2 separate regions of the Zea mays genome follow, and region 1 is linked to region 2. Evidence: chromatin contacts called from public Hi-C data. All regions are on one chromosome and are shown on one strand. Each heading gives the region's core, a stretch centred on a gene start, on an enhancer-like site or on the middle of the called end of the contact. The rest is flanking DNA. Distances are from core to core; before and after follow the strand shown. Region 1 holds the start of LOC100194343 (putative carboxylesterase 15). Region 2 holds the start of LOC103631960 (outer envelope protein 61).

Region 1 (2,700 bases), core at 24-2,523, 420 kb after region 2:
CAGTGGTCCATTATTTGGATCATTCAACCGAGACATCAGAGAGAGAAGGGTTTTACTCTACAAGAATTTCATAAGAGAAAAAAGATGAGGTATACGAGTGAACCACAACACGACGACAAGAAACGGGATACATGCACGGATGCATGCATATGCCGAGTAAATTAAGCCGCAGCCTCTGGCGCAACGACGTGGACGAACCGGGCGACGGTCTGGATGAGCTCGCCGGTGGCCTGGGACCCCGGCTGGTGCAGGTAGAACCCGTGGGGCATGCCGGCGAACTCGGCGAGCTCCACGGGCTTGCCCATCGCCGCCAGCCGCTCGGCGTAGTCGACGGTGCGGTCGCGTATCAGGTCGAGGCCGCCGGCCACCACGAGCACGGGCCGGAAGTCCACCGGGCCCAGGTCAGGGCTGTCCGGCCCGAACGGGTTGGACGCCGGGTGGTCCCTGGTGGCGCCGGCCGGCAGCGACAGCCTCCAGAACCGGTCCACCAGGTCAAGGTTCGGGAACGCCTCCTCCGCGCACTCGGCCTCCGAGGCCGTGCGCCGGACGCCGCCGAAGAACGGCATGAGCAGAACGTAGCCGCGGACCGTGAGGAGGCCCGGCTCCGGCTCCGGCTCTGGCTCCGCCGCGGCCGAGCCGGCGCGCACGGCGAGGTGGTGCGCGATCGTGGCGCCCGCCGAGTCGCCGGTGACGAGCACGCGGCCGAAATCGGCGGCCTCCGCGAGCCAGGCGTCGGAGGCGCCGGCGCCGCCGATCGCTGACTGGTCCCGGAGCCAGCGCATGAACCCGGCCCCGTCGTCGAAGGCCGCGGGGAGGCGGTGCTCGGGGGCCAGGCGGTATCCCGCGGAGAGCACGACGGCGCCGGCCTCCGCGGCCAGGCGGAGGCAGAACTCGTGGACGTTGGCCCACGTGCACGACCCCAGGCAGAAGCCGCCGCCGTGGAAGTGGACGAGCACTGGGAGCTTCTTCTTCGTCCCCGGCGGCGTCGTCGGCCTGTACACGCGGACGCGGAGGTTCTTGGGCTTGTCGTAGACGGCCTCCTTCCACTGCACGGACGGGTGGCTGCCGGGGAAGGTGGCCGGGCAGAACACTGGGTCCGCCGGCGACCGGAGCACGGTGCCGTCTCTGAGAACGCGGAGGAAGCCGAGGAGGTCCTCCGCCACCTCGTTTGCCGGCGTTGTGGCGGCGCAGCAGGCGGCGGCCGAGACGGCAGGCATGGTCGTTGCCAACTCAGACGAGACCTACCTCAGTACAACTGTACAAGTCAAGAAGGCTGAACTTACTGAACTGATGATCTCCAGCTGCCTAGCTAAACCCTCTTATATGCTAAGAGCATCTCCAAAAACTCTCTTAAAATATCCCCAAACTAAAAATTAAAAAGAAAGATAGGAAATTAGAAAAAATAAGCCTCCAACAGGTCTCCTAAATCTTTCCTAACTTTTGTTAGCCTCAGAAATTTCTCATTCCTTAGCTATAAACAGGAAAAGTTTTGGTTCTCCAAAACAACTCCGGCCGACACATTCGTCGAGGCGCTTTGCCTCCGCTGCTGGCTCCGTCCACGGTAAGCCAGTTCCAGATTTTGTGAAGTCAAATTATTTCTTCCACTTGTTTAGTTTCATCTCTTAAGCTAGCCAACCTGTGGTAAAAAAAAAGAGCGTTGCAGCATTTTGACTTGTCCATTATTCAGACTGTTCGCTTGGCTTTGATCTATATCCGATTCTACTGTTTATAAAGTATTTTTATCTTTATAAATTACAGTTGCATCAGTACGAACAGTTAACTTTAATCTGCCACACTTTTGAAATTTCCATGGAAACTACGATCTCAAAATCCATATATAGTACAATAATTAATTTAGTTTGCTAGTCTTTCGTGCTAAACTGGTAATGAATTGTTTTTATCAGCAGTGCATATATTCTTTATTCAGGTTTCAAAAAAATAGTAAAATTGTGTTGTGTGGTGGCCTTTTCTTTTCCTTATATAAGAGTGTGGCACGCCATGTCAGATTAGCAATTAGCAAGGTTTTCTTTAGCCTGATAGTGATAGCTACATTCAGCTGCAAAGAAATGAGGACTGATTGGTAGCAATTGGCGTGTCGCCATTGGGAGGCACATCGGCGAGAGGAAGGGGAGGAGAAGGCGCGTCTGCCTGCGTGAGCCGCGTGAGGCTGTCCGCACTGCATAAAATAGTGATTTGTTATATCGTTGGATAGTATTATCTCATACTTATACCCGTAAAAAAATTCTACCTACCAGGTTATCTATATATGATCGCGGTATAGAATCTTACTCATACCCGTATCCATATGAATAATTTTACCCATCGTATTATCCGTACCCGCTAGAAAAGTCTAAAACACTAATGTGTCAATCACTAAAAATGTCAAACAAACACATAAAAGTAGTTCAATTTAATATACAACAAACTATTTAATTACATAACTTGATAGGTAAACAAACAATAACCGGAGAAGTATTTTCTTTTAGCTAAGACGGCTTAATTACATGGTAAATAGTGATATCATGCGGGTATATTTTACCCACGGGTTCGCGGGTATGGGTAGTACCCACTCATACCCGTACTCGTCTATCCGACGGCTAGCATTCTCGCATATTATCATACCCACGGGTAAAAAAAATCATCTCATACCCACTTTTATATTAGGTATTTAGGTTTTGGTTAACCATTGTCATCTCTAAT
Region 2 (2,700 bases), core at 25-2,524:
AGCAAGTGAACAACAAATATTCAAGACTTGTCCCTCCGACTAGCGATAGACATGACCATGTCTGGCCCATGACATGACAATTTAAATCCAAAACAAACATTAATATGTGAGGCCTACCTTCACTTTGATAGCACAAACTGAAGATAATATTGTTTCAAAGACAGGTCTCCAAATAACACTCACAAATTCAGTTAACATAGTGCATTTTCTATGTGATTTTGTCTTTTTTTTTGAGGTCTGTCTGAGCAATGAAAATTTGTTCTGTGTGAGCCAAAACGAAAGCACTGAAAGCAATAAAAGTACTAGCATATTCTACAAATATATATAATATGAGCCACGGAGACTCATCACAAATTCACAACAGATAAGAGAAAATTTGTTCTGTGTGAGCCAAAACGAAAGCACTGAAAGCAATAAAAGTACTAGCATATTCTACAAATATATATAATATGAGCCACGGAGACTCATCACAAATTCACAACAGATAAGCTTGCTAATCATAACAAACAAATAACAGAAACAAAATGATGCACATTTTTTCACTAACCTGCTTCTTTAACATCTTAGCACCAGACATCGCATAGGACATTTGAGCATCTGCTTGCGCCTTCATAGCAGCAAACTCCTCCGGAGTAGTGTTGGCGATTTTCTCGGTCATATCACGCATATCCTCCGGTCTTGTTTGATTCAGTTGCTCTGCAGCTCGCCTTAAGTCCTCAGGCTTCATGTTCTTCATACTCTCAGACGCCATCCTCATTAGGTTAGGGTTAGACATCAGCTGCAGGTATCCAAGTAGCAACAAGGACTTTGTCAATCTCTTGCATCTATGCACGCTTCCTCAGGACATAGCAGACAACATTAAGTAAAGAAGCGCAGGGGAAAAGGATGCCGGATGCCTCAAACAATGCGTTTACTTTCCACGATCTACATCCACCTATAGACCACCGAAACAGAAACAGTTGTGCCGCCCGCCGTGGCGAATCGGGGACGCGCGAGACGAGGATCGGGTGTGCGTGCGGACGGGCGGGCGGGCGACGGTACCTGCTGCTGCATCCGGGCGATGTCGTCCGGGGACATGCGGCGCATCTGCTCCTGCGCCAGCCGCAGCATCTCTGGATCCATCGTCGCTGGCGGCGGCGGCGCCCGTGAGATCGAGATCGAGATCGGGCGAGAGGTTGGGAGTTGGCTCGCTGGTTCTTCTGGCTTCTGCGCCGCGTTTTTTTTTTCCTTTTTCTCTCTCTCTCTCTCCCTATTTAACGCTGATCGAGTTTAAAATCTTTATTTGTTTGTTTGTTTTTATAGGCGAAAAAGAGGGCGTCATCGCGAAGAAAACGGAATCGAACTCCGTGTCCGTCCGACCGTCTCTCCTGGTCAGGCCGCCGGATTGGGCTTGGGTTTGGGCTTGGGCTTGGCGAGTGAATACTACAGTAAAATGGCCTAATTGACTGTAGAGAACTAAACTAGTCAAAATTAAATAAAAGATGATTTTAATCACTCTCAATTCTCTTCGAGATCTAGATGTAACCGAACAAGAACTTAGAGCTACCATCAAATTGGAAGGGATTTAGGGCTTGTTCGGTTCTACCCCAATCCATATGGATTGAGGAGGATTGAGGGGATTTTAATCCCTAGTAAGTCAAAATCTCATCCAATCCGTATCGATCCCCTCCAATCCATATGGATTGAAAATAACCGAACAAGCCCTTATGGAGGAGTAATCCCTTCCTATTTACTCTCACTTGGATCCTCTTTAATTCTCTAGTCACCAAATCAGCTCTTACTTGACTGGGCATGTGTGTGGCCATGTGGGAACCACACGCTGGTCCTTGGGAAACTCGTCTTGGCCATCTGGGCAATTTTACCCACAGGTCAGATATTCAACCCGTTAGATTCGGGTTCACACACAAAATTTGATTTGTGGGGTCTCTGTCTTGACACAGTAGAAATGAGTACCTCAGTTATGGGGTACCGACAATATTGTTATTGAGTAGTACATTACATTTTTACTTCACATAATCTCAAGCTTTCATAGTATCAAGAGATGGTTCACTCTTACAACATCTTTGAAAGGATCAAAATACCCAAGGGAAAGGGTGTGTCCATAATATGTACCATGGGTACTGAGATCAAGCTTCTATGAGATAAAGACAACGGGAGATTGGTCTATAGGCTCGACCGAGAGTCCAAAGACTTAGACGGCAAAATCATAAGGAGGGCCTACTACCATAAGGATTCTGAAAGGATAAACATGGTAAATATCATATTAGATTATGAGATATGACCTAGGTCCTAACATATATAGTTAGATCTAGATAGATAAGAAAAAACACATCTAAAGATAGAGTTATACTCCATGTAAGTTCAGGACAGACTCAGTTACATTCCCTATTTTGTAACCGACATGGATACATATCATGTAAACCATTGTATTTCTTTGGACTATAAAAGGATGGACGATGGGGTACCCCAAGAAGGTAAATCATAGTACAAACACCATCAGCAAACATGATATTAGGTATTATCTCATCTTGAGAGCCTAGACATGTATAAATCTCTATGCTTCTCATGCATTTACCTTCACCTTTCAATTATGTGACCTACCTCATAAATTCACTATTGAATATCTTTGATAGTTGGCGCACCAGGTAGGAGGCACACACTGATCATGAGAGAGTTGACGGCAACCATGAGTTTTGCACC

The links. Hi-C and Micro-C count contacts between places; a contact is called where the count stands out from the background.
Region 1: a contact with region 2 is called in a Hi-C map of tassel, with 4 times the contacts expected there. The contact joins the promoter of LOC100194343 here to the promoter of LOC103631960 in region 2. A contact is called at or near these places in 2 of 25 Hi-C or Micro-C datasets (ear and tassel).

What each region holds. Positions count from the first base shown.
Region 1 is chr7:7,298,346-7,301,045 of Zm-B73-REFERENCE-NAM-5.0, forward strand. It overlaps LOC100194343 (putative carboxylesterase 15), which reads right to left and starts at 1,274. Exons shown (of 1, transcript NM_001139379.1): 1 at 1-1,274. The coding sequence starts at 1,217. The coding sequence ends at 162.
Region 2 is chr7:6,875,927-6,878,626 of Zm-B73-REFERENCE-NAM-5.0, forward strand. LOC103631960 (outer envelope protein 61) reads right to left here and starts at 1,275. Exons shown (of 10, transcript XM_008653814.4): 1 at 1,042-1,275; 2 at 548-778. The coding sequence starts at 1,122.